2 separate regions of the Mus musculus genome follow, and region 1 is linked to region 2. The links are chromatin contacts, called in public HiChIP or PLAC-seq maps. All regions are on one chromosome and are shown on one strand. Each heading gives the region's core, a stretch centred on a gene start, on an enhancer-like site or on the middle of the called end of the contact. The rest is flanking DNA. Distances are from core to core; before and after follow the strand shown. Region 1 overlaps Ube2cbp (ubiquitin-conjugating enzyme E2C binding protein). Region 2 overlaps Ube2cbp (ubiquitin-conjugating enzyme E2C binding protein).

Region 1 (5,699 bases), core at 1,642-4,141, 76 kb before region 2:
ACAACCCGATGTTTTGGGTGTTATGTGCAATGCTGACAGTGTGTGTGCACTTTAGTCAGCTCTGTGTAAGTGGTTGAATTTTTCACAACTGAGAAGATTAGCCATCCGAAGCAGGGGCAGAAGCAGGGGCAGTGGGGGCTCAGGTTACCAGTGGTGTTTTGGGGGGACATTTCTAGGTGCCAACTGTGCTTCAAAAATACTGCAGTAGCAAGGTGGACACCAAGCTATCTCATGGCTTCTTTTGGCACAGCCTGTGAACTAAGAACTGGCTTTTTTTTTTTTTCTGTTGTTTGGGGCGTTTGTTGTTGTTTGAGATAAGTTCTCACTGTGGGTCCTAGGCTGGTGGAGAACTCAGGAAATATTTACTCTCTGACTTTTTACAGAAACCTTGCTGACATCTGTGACTTTTTATGACAATCTTGATTACCGGCTAAGCAGTACTTTGATTTTCTGACTTTAATGCTGTTCTCAGAAGCAAGAGTTAAAAACATGACCTGGGAATCTCACGTGGTGATGGCTGCAAGCCCTGCCTGATCTAACCTAGTCCAGCTTGTCTCCCAGGGTCTGTTTCTGTTTTCCTGGGACAAGGATTTTAGGGTCTCTATGCTGGGTTAAGGTTTGGATTTTGTAAGCTTTGCCTTTCATCAGAGAGAAGTCGTCACTTGGCTTTTATTTTGTGTCATCAGTGGGCCAGATGAAGGAGGGATGCACCTGGACATTTCCATAACGCCCACCTCTCTTTTGGTGAGAACCCCTGACGGCTGCACCGAGATCCGACTTCCAGCAGGGGTCAGACTTGTACCTTCCTCGTGTGGCGGGCTGCAGTATATCAGTGGCGATGGTTTACATCTGCGCTTGCGGGTCCAGGCTGAATCCAGCCCACGTGAGTAGGAGCGGCACTCCTGGAGGGCTTTGACGTTTTTTTAGTTGAACTTTTCCCAGGTGAAAAGTTAGGCAATCAATGACCTGGAGGGGTCGAGAGATTCCAGGGTCTGGAACAGTTCTGCCAGTTAGCAGCTGTGTGCTGTGTGCTGTATCACTCTCCTTTCTCAAACCTTCATGTCTTTCTTTTAACAGTATGTTTAAAAATGCGCTTTAATTTTTAGGGGATGTTTAGCCTTGTCGCAAATTTGAGCAGAAGGTGCAGAGATTTCCCCCAAACTGCCCAGTTCGTTTCTTTAACCATAAATGTCCGGCTCACGGATATGAGGATAAAATTATAAAGCTGTTGTATGAAACCTGGTTGGTTTTAAAACACTGCATAGATATGTTTTCATTCAGCAGACAGGTTAGCTTCTACGAGGTGTGTGTGAGCCGTTTGATATGGGTGCTGGAAACACAGATGCCCACAAGCCACATAGCTGTCTGGTAATGTGGAGTGTGTGTCCTAGTGGGCGGGAACAACAGATGCTGAGCAGATAATTAAGTTGGAAACAGCACAATGCTGTGGGCACAGTAACAGAGTAATGCTGTGGGGAGTGACTGAGTTTCGTGAAGGCCACCCTGAGGGCGTGACAGTTTGAGCAGTAGACATTATCCCGGCTATGAAGAGACCATTTTAGATGGAACAGTACAAGTAGAGACATAATATAATATTGTTGTGGTTGGATTGTGGTTGTATACAAACTCAAAATGCATCTCGATGCAATTAGGTAGTAAACCTTTTCTTTTTGTAAGCTCTCATGACTTTTTTTTTTTTTTTTTAAATTCTGCTCATTGCATTTCTTACAATGTGCTATAATAGACAAGGCAGACAGCATTGGAAGGAACCGTGTTGATGCTTCGTGTCAGAGAAAGGCTTTGCTTGTGTCTATGACACCCTGAGACCTTATTGTTGAGCCATCTGTAGGTACTTTATCAGAACTATGTAGAGTCTAGAGGTGGGGACAACAGGATTGTCCCAAAAAGCCTGTAAGAGACATGAAGCTATCCCCTGGCTTTGGAAAGACAAGAGAAGATGGGGGTGGTTGGGGAGGGGGGGGGGGATGTTACTCTTTTTTTTTTCTTTTTCTGGCCTAAGGGTAATTTTGCTAATTTCTGAATTAGTGAATGGCTAAAGTATGCAGAAACAATTTTAGAAACAAGGAACAGGAAAAAGAGATGTCCTGACATGCTTAAGTGACATCTGATAAACACCTGGAATGACATTGAATCCTGAAAAGGAAAAAGTAAACAAAAATTGTTCCTCTCCCCCAGCTCCCCCACAGCACGCAGGAACTTCCTGTTGAGTTTGGAAACTGGCAGAAGGCAGGCACGAGAGCCACCTTGTTCCCTGGGACTCTGATGGAGACCCTCAGGGACATAGAATTTGGGTTTGTTGCCTAATCATAGTCTGCAACTGAATTATTTTCAACATTTTCAGTTAATGAGCAACATTTAATATTCTAACCATGGACAAAATAAATCCACTGCTGTGTGCTGGTTTGTGTATTGTTTGTGTTTGTTGGACTATTTCTTTGTGTTTTTTGAAACATTTTGTTCAAATACCTGAAAAGGGAACTTTCAAAGCCTGTTCTCTGGTGCATGAAGATCTGTGTAAAGCAGGTTCCTCCATCTTTGATTGCTTTAGTGCTTTTTGCATAATAGGTGGGGGCTAAGCATTTGCTGCATGAATGACAATCAGGTAGGTGAATACTGGTGTGCACTGGAATCTAAATATTGTAGGAAGTAACTTGAAATTTTTAGCATTAATTATGTCTCAGGGTTTTCAAGCGTTGCGTTTTCAGCTGTAAGACCACGCTTTCCGGAGCAATCATGATACACATCACCCTGGCACACTACACCGTTTGGAGGTTAGTGTAGGTGAAGTGGTGACCTCTTGTGTGTGGAATTTGACCTGGGGATACATCTTTCCCAGCAGCAATGCTTATCCAGGATGCCACACGACCCAGTGGCCAGCAGAGGGCAGTGTTCCACTGGAAACGGATTCATTCTGGCTAGCCCGTTGGAGGGCTCACCTAGGTCCTCGTTATCGATGCTCCGCATTAGAGAATAATACTGTTTATTTAACCTCCGTGCAGCAGGGATTTGTGTAGACACTTAGAGATTAACTGCAGAGTTTTTTAATTGCCAGGACTTAAACTTTCTGGCATCTGAAAAGCATCTTAAACTACACACAAAAGAACAGCAAGTGGATTCTATTCTTCGCTTCTAATAACTAGGACTTCATTAATTCAATTAGGTTTTTTTATAGACTAGTAATACAGTATTTTTTTTTACATAAAACTTACCTTCATTTACAAATGAGACATCAGGAATGAGGGGAACAGCTATCCACTGCAGCTGTGTGGGAAGTCCATGTGTTCCCATAGCACCCAGTATCTCCCCTCCCTCTCACACCCATCTCCCACAGCTTCAGCAGACACTGCATTTTGCTCTTGGGTGAGGACACTCTACAGAGCTTTGCGTTCCTTAGGTCTGCTCCACAGAGACCCGTCTAGCCATTCATTTTGCTTGCTCATACTGTGTAATGGGCAGGGGTGGACATAAACCGTAAACATAAAAAGTGAGAAAGCCAGATTGAACTTACATGTTAGAAGTCCATCTCTCCTCATTGTTAATATAGAATTTACTGTATTTATGGAATGAGAGAAGGAACTCACCAGTATGTTCCATGGTAATCTAGGGCAGCTCCTGGCTCAGGAATTCTAAGCAAAATGTCTTTTGTTTTTGGAAACACTTGGCAGTGTTTGCTTCTGGTTGAGTCATTGGATAGTTCTAATTAAGCCTACACTTCAGAGTAAACCGTAAACAGCGTGTATTGCTGGTAATTTATTGTGCTAGCAAACTCTTTAAATATGATAATTTGTTCCAAACCTCTAAAACTCTGTTGATTTCCTTCAGAGCCGATTTCAGTGTTTAATCAAAGCTTGCAAGCCCAAGAATGTTGCACCTTTTATTGCCAGTCCTGTGGTGAAGTCACGATAAAGGACAGGTAAGGAATGTGTCCAACCCTGATTAAACTGTTTCTGGGAGTAATTACCAAGGGAACTGTGGAGGGCCTTAAAGTAAGAGCCGACTTAGTGTCACTTGGAACAAAGTGAAGCCCGACTCTCACCGTGGTGCTGGAGCGGAACGGGAGTCTGGTCTGAGGGAGGAAGCTGGTTATGGTGGAAGAGCTGGGCCCGTCACTGAGCAGAGAACCATGGAGTTGATCTCCTGTGTGTCCCTTTTGGTCTGAGGGTGTGTGAAGGTTTCCACAGAAAGTGAAGTTTCTACCTGTTAGAAGCTGTGCAGCAGGACTTTGTTATCTGTGCTAGCTCAGTCAGGGCTTTTCTAAAACCCATTTCCTAGCTCCCCTGCGTGTAAGATGGAGCATACGGAGCACTCATTAACCTTTTCTCGGTGATTAGGTTAATCTTGTAACCGGCACTGGTGATGTGCCATAATTACCCTGTGGAGAAGGGAAGGACTCTTAGCTATTTCCTCAGCATTCCCATTTCCCTCTTCCTCAAGTGAGCTTTCCAGTTTCTTGGGCACAAATGCTTCCTCTGAATTTTCAGCTTCTAGCAACGACTCACGTGGAAGACGGCTGAAAGCATTACTGTTAGCGGTATTTAATGGAAGCATTTGGTGTTCTTTGATGGCTTTTCTAAGTCAGGTGCCTGGGACCAGCAAGGGATGCTTCCTTTCTGAAGTCTGCTCCTTTCTCAATGTCCCTGGCGCTATAATGCCAGACCTTTGCCTGGTAGATGTCTTCTGTTCCCCATACAGAGTCATCAGCCACTGTGGCCGTTCATTGCCTTTAGAGCTGAAGTCACCTGCCTTTGCCCACTGTCTCCCCACCTAATGGCACTTAGTCAGCAGCTTTCTGCCTGCTCAGCCTGCTTCTGGTTCTGCCCTGTGCAGATGCACCCCCCCCCCCCCCACCACCACCGAGTATGTCTTCTGAAGAACAGTTGTTCTTCCTGGATGGAGCCCAGGAATCCTTTGCCTACCGCAGCAGCTCTCCGGTCCTCCCTCCCATTTCAGCCTCCTCCCTCCTTGCCAAGCTTACAGGTATCACACGGGCCTGGTCATGAGCATGTGTTCCATACCTTTGCCGGGTTTTCTGAATCCTATCTTTACAGGATATCCCTAACGTGAAGGCTACTCCCTTTCCTGAATGCAGCTCCCTTTCCTGAAGGCTACTCCACCCTCTCTTCCTCCCTGGTTAGTCACCACCTGCTAACTCAGCTGACATAGCATTCGCTTGTCTTGTGATGTAGCGAGCCTTGTCTCTCTCCTGGGTTGCATCAGGTACTCTCCTGAGGTTCCTTTGCCTGTCTACGCACGCTGGGCTTGAAGAATGGGAAGAGCCACACTGACTTCCGTGTCCTTTGTTCCTGCTTTCTTGATTGTATAGCATAGAGAGGGAGTCAGCAGTGGCAAGGCGTGTTTCCATCCACCATTCACTATCCCAGCGGTCTTGGATAACTTATTATCCAATAAGTCCTTATTGAGAAAGTGTAGCTAACAGTAAGACTTACCTTGTAGTGCTGTTGATAGGGTCTGATGATTCAAGTGGTTCTAGCCATGCCTGGTGCCGGGTAAGCATTCACCATTCGCTGATAGCTATTGCAGTAATCATTCTTACCAGCATCCCTCAGCATCAGGCGTGGTGCCCAGAGAAAAAGTGTGTTCTTAGCGAGTGTTGCTGGGTTGGCTGGAGTAAAGCTAGGTGTGTGTATTTTGGCTTCCTACCAGCTGTTCTTGCTTGC
Region 2 (5,349 bases), core at 76-2,575:
TTCAGTGAGCCCTATTGTGGTTGGTGAGGTTCAAAGTGTGACTTCTGGGTGCTTAAATTGGTTTCTAAACATATTGTAAGGGGAGAACATTTCTAGTATACCTTCAAAGGCAAATAATACTGAATGTGGGACTAAGGATGTAGTGCTCTGGTACAGTGCTTGCTAAGTACGCACAGGCCCTGGGTTTGATCCCTAGAACTGAAAAGCAAAACTGAGGGTGTCTGTAAAATCAGCAGCTTTGAGGCAAGTGTCTAATCTTTATTTCCAAATAAGACTGCAAAGCAAGAGGAATGCATTCAGGTCTAATCCTAAGCCTGGAGGGGGTGAGATGGGAAGACATTCCCAGTAAGGGTACTGGCATGGCGGTGCAGTAAGTGCGGTAGTTGATATGCACGTGCTATTAAATAACAGCAAACAGGGTCTCTCCAGAGAGATGGTACTGTCTGCATCTTTTAGGAGAAGTTCAAGTCCTAGAAGGAATACGGGCTTTCTAGACCCAGAAGCTGCCTCTCTGGTCAGAGTACATAGTTCAGTGCTATACAGGACCGGAAGTTTAGCTCTGTGGCTTGGGGGAGGGTATAAAGAGAGAGGTGGGAGTGAGCCTGAGCCACTGGGCTGAATTGATGTTTTACTTTTAGAAAAGATAGCGTTGTCATCATCTCTAATTCAGAGAAATGTTGAGAATGTAATATAATGCGTAAAAGCAGAAAGAAGAACAGAAGCAACCCATGTAAAATAATAATCTCCACAGCACAGAATTCATTCAAACACTTCCGTGCTAAGTCCAGTCTTATATAGGAAAGTGGGTGCCGCCTGTTCTAGTCCCTCCAGTAGGCAGAGTTTGCTCTGCCACACACATCAGAAACTGATCAGCAGAATACATCATCTGCTTGGTGCTGGAACTAAGTACTACTGAGCTGCACAATGTCCGTGTCCCCTTATGCACTCAACCACCAATGCTCCTCAAACGGCAGTTACCACAGATCTGTATACAGTTAGATTTTTAGAGCTTGAGTTCATAGAAATGGCAAAAGAATACATATATGTATAAAGTAAATGTATGCATGCTGTGTGTTTCGTATGTCTGTTCTCTTTAGAAGAATGGTGGTGAGATGCTCTAGTGGGCATCACACAGGAAATCCTCAAGGAGACAGAAGCAAAAGCTGTACTGTTCGTGTATCACCTCTCAGCCTTGTCCCCTGGGGTTTCTCCTTAATTGGAGAACTTGAAAGTCAGGATTCTAGACACGGCCTTACCACTGTCTCCACGTCTGCCTCCTCTCAGACAGGGCCTCTTTCTGTGTCTAGTGCCCGGTGCTCAGTTTCCTGCTCTGTCACATGAAAGACTTTTCAACTGGGCTCCACAGATCCCACAAAGCCGCTTCAAGGGCCCCTCTGAAGGATGAAGGGCAACATCCTGCCAGTTCAGCCTCTTCAAACGGCATCTTGGCTTTTATTTGTGTGGCAGTTGGCCTGTCGCAAGACTTTTGAACAAAAGGATCCCAACACTTTAAAAGTCTGAAAGTCACTGACCCAGACATTTCCTAAGTCCCTCTACACGCAGATTGGTTCCACATCTATAAAATGAAAGTGACGGCTCTTGCTTAGGTGGCTGAAGGGTCATCAAGACATTCTGTGTGAACAGAGCCCGTGCAACATGGGAGACAGCGAATGTGTTAGCCATCACTTCCTCCACCCCTCCCAGATGGTCTCACCCATCAGCCTGGACATCCTATGACTCCTGTAATTTGAATATGAAGTAACTACCTGAAAAATGAGTGCTCTGTCTGCTTTATGCCAGCAACAGCATAAAAGTGGTTTGGACCTTTACCTTGTGAATATAAAAAACTTATTCTGTGGGTTTTTTTTTTTTTTTGTGCATGTGAACGTGTGTGTGTGTGTGTGTATGTATGTATGTACCCATGCCAAAGCACACACTGAAGGTCACCAGACTCAGTTTTGTCTTTTCCCCATGAGGGTCCTGGGGATCAGACTCAAGTCCTCAGACGTGGCAAAAAGCTCCTTTACCCACCAAGCCATACCTTGTTTATATCTTTACCTTTGATATATTCTTCTCACATAATGAGGACAGTATATAAACACGCGCACACGATGTAGTTCTCCTCCATGTCATGTTTTTAAAATAATTCCGACCAGGCATTTATGAAAGTTAACATATCTGTGTGTTTCAGGCTTGCTAGCTCCTGGGAAGGTGACATCAGCGTCCACCCTTTAACCCTGCCCTCTGCAACCTGTTTGGAGCTGCTGCTAATACTATCCAGGAACAATGCCTCCCTGCCTCTGTCCCTTCGCCAAATGAATTCCTTCCAGGTAAGAAACAGCTCCTTAATGAAGAGGTTTTTCAAAGATCTTGTCATTCACAGGAGAGAGTCCATGGCGAGCAAGTTTCAAATGACAATGATAGTCAGGAGCACAATGCTCTCTTCAGTGAGGGACCACGTGAAGCCTCAGAAGTCAGGCATTATCTAGCACGGGCAGACCCACAGCTCCATCTCCAGGTCTTGCCCTAACCTCTGTCTTCTTTTCCTCAAGAGAAGTGGCAAGAAGATCTGGCCAAGAGGTTCTCAGCCTTCCTAACACTGTGACAACAGCTTTTAAACAGCTCCTCATGCTATAGAGCACCCCCCAAACATAGAATAATTTCACTGCTACTTCATAACTGTAATTTTGCTACTGTTGTGAATTGTCATGAATATATCAATTCAGGATATATGTATGCAACCCCCATGACCTAATGGCTGAGAACCACTGCTCTAGAGCAAAGCCGTTGGGTCATTTTCAGTGGCTTGAAGGCAGATGCTGACTGGGCGTTTACTAGGGCTGGAGAATCCATGTTCTCAGGACCATTCTCTCTCCTCAGCCCCCCCTCAGCCCTTCTCCCCGCCCTGGGTATTTATTTGTATAGTTCCCTGCTGCTCATGTAGACTGGATGACAGGAGTATAAGTCTTCCTTAGCAGCCAATAAATTGTCACATGAGGTGGCAAATGGAAACTAAGGATGAGAGTTAAGTAGTGGCTTGTGCTGTGACCCTAAAGCTACTGAATAAAACTGAGTGCATCTCTCTGGCTTACAAGAGTAGAATAATATTCATAAGATCTCAGACACTGGTGGGAGAGGCACGCACTGCCAGGAAGTGAGTGCAGGTAGAGTGGGCAGTTCCTGGGAAGGGTTGCTGATATATTCTAGGACAGTGCCAAGAGCAGAAAGTGTGACTTAGTGTTTCTCTGTCGCATGGCAAACAGGACATGGAAAATTCAGGAAATGGATCAAAAGCATGTGTTCCAGTGTAATTTACTCCATATTTTCTTGGAGATCTGTTGTATCTGTTGTCTCTGTGAGTCACTTCCTTTGTCTGAACCGTGGGTGCCAACACAAAGTTCAGACACTGGCTTCTGTATCACTCTTTCTCTATTGTTAACCAACTTCAATCCCAGACATGTAGAGGGACCTTAAATCACACTCTCTCCTTCTGCAGGAGGGAAACTCCAGATGACCTCTGGTCTGCTGGAGACCAAACTGAAGCTGCATCATCGTTACTCCTCCTCAACACACACACACACACACACACACACACACACACATACACACCATGCTGAAATATTGTGAGTTGAGAAACATGAATGTAGGTAGAGGTGGATTCTATCATCTGTATCTTCCAGGGTGTCCACATATACTCTGTCATTTTACATTAATATAAAATGTTTTATTTGTATGCCACCTTGAACCAGATATGATTTAAAATTCTGTAATCAGTCCTTGTAATGAGTAGCACAAACCTTTGATTATGACCATCTCTTTCTATGGAGAGAGGTACAACTTAGCAGCCATTTCAGGAGAGCAACATTCATAGTATATTCTCTTCTGTCTCTCATGGAGTATTTGAGATTTTTATATCAGGTGGCGGTCCCTACTTCTGGAATTTTATGCCATATTAGGGGAGATAGGATAGTCTTTCATGTATGATCTAAACTGAGAATAATTTTATTACAAAGCAACCTGAACAGAAGTTTCAACGAGCTTAGAAGTCCAGGAATAATCTAAATAGAGGCAGAGGGAGTTGAGAGAAGGAACTGATATTTTTTTTACCTTCACCCTTTAAGGGTGGCATCTCAGCATCATATAAACACAGATGCATGGAAGAGCATCCTTTCATCAGTGACATCAGTGTGCTCCCAGCATCTCTAATGACAGGAGCTTTGAGATCTGTCAGAGCATCAGTGGCTGGGTCTTTCCCATGGCCTCCTGACTTCTGGTCTCTGTCCTTTGCTGAGTGATCATCACAGAACATGAGAAACTTTGCAGAGTCTTATGAACAACGCCTGTTGAAGTCCATCCCTGTCCTTACCCCAGGAAAGATGTGGGATGTATTCTCTCCAGGAGCATTCTGGGAATGACCCTCAGCAGGCCCTAACTCCACATAAAGCATCAGAGAAAATAGAGAAGGCTCCTGGCAGCACTGGAGAGACATATTCTTCATTTCATCTTTGTGACACCTACTTAGTCATTTCATCTTTGTGACACCTACTTAGTCATTTCTGAGCATTGAGAGAAGAGCTGCTAGTTCTGCCTGCATTTGAGCTGGGTTTTAATGGGAACTCATTAGAGGGCCACACATTCTCTCTAAGAGCTCTTTTAGCAAGAGCTGCGAAGTAGCAGAATAACTTGGTTATGATGCCCAGCCTTATCTTTCCAGTTCTCTACTTCCCAGGCTGTGGCAATGACTGCGAGCAGAGCTGAATTCACTCTCTGTATTATAACGTGTCGTTTTTGGTGCAAATGTCACAATTCTAGCTTCCTGAGCTCTGTGATAACATGTAATCTCCCCAGTATGGTTATCTGCAAATAGATGCAGATTTCTTCGAGAATCACTGCTTTTAGTTACTGTGGAGGCCCCAAGAAGAGGATGGGCGTAATCATTCCTTACTTAGAATTTTCCCCATGGCTTTCTGCTCTGATAAAAGGAAAACCCCCACTGCTCATTGTTCTGCCCTGTGAAGCTGAGCTGCACTGGACCCTGCTGTCCTTTCTCTCCTCACTCCTGTGCTCCCAGGCCACAGCAACAGTGTTCTGGTTGTTTTCTCCGCTATTAGGAGAATATTCTGTGCCAGGTCTTTCTACATGGCTGGTTCTCTCTTGCTTTTGGGTCTCAGATCAGGTGTCCCCTCCCACAAGAGCTTAGTTTGACTCCCTCCCTGAGTTCCCTTCTCCTCATCACTGTTATTTTTTTAACCCTATTGCCCTGTGTAATGGTTGCATCCATTTGTCCTCTTCCTCTAGTGAAGCTCGTGCTGTGTGGGAGCAGGGGGTGTGAAGCTTCGAATCTGAAAG

What was found. HiChIP or PLAC-seq counts read pairs in DNA pulled down with a chosen protein or histone mark.
Region 1: a contact with region 2 is called in an H3K27ac HiChIP or PLAC-seq map of T-cell acute lymphoblastic leukemia, with 2.0 times the contacts expected there. The contact joins two enhancer-like sites. A contact is called at or near these places in 3 of 484 Hi-C or Micro-C datasets (the HPC-7 cell line and nephron progenitors) and 3 of 115 datasets of contacts at active chromatin or transcription factors (T-cell acute lymphoblastic leukemia, a colorectal cancer cell line and regulatory T cell precursor).

The regions. Positions count from the first base shown.
Region 1 is chr9:86,446,998-86,452,696 of GRCm38.p6, reverse strand. Ube2cbp (ubiquitin-conjugating enzyme E2C binding protein) reads left to right here. Exons shown (of 10, transcript NM_027394.2): 2 at 687-883; 3 at 3,844-3,934. Among named protein-coding and RNA genes, the nearest start is that of Ube2cbp, 15 kb to the left of the region's middle. Within about 2 kb of position 2,891, at least 16 of the 459 cell types and tissues checked have an H3K27ac peak or open chromatin away from gene starts, as enhancers often do. A contact at or near this core is called in T-cell acute lymphoblastic leukemia, where this site is marked.
Region 2 is chr9:86,369,322-86,374,670 of GRCm38.p6, reverse strand. Ube2cbp (ubiquitin-conjugating enzyme E2C binding protein) reads left to right here. Exons shown (of 10, transcript NM_027394.2): 9 at 2,192-2,330. Among named protein-coding and RNA genes, the nearest start is that of Ube2cbp, 93 kb to the left of the region's middle. Within about 2 kb of position 1,325, at least 28 of the 459 cell types and tissues checked have an H3K27ac peak or open chromatin away from gene starts, as enhancers often do. A contact at or near this core is called in T-cell acute lymphoblastic leukemia, where this site is marked.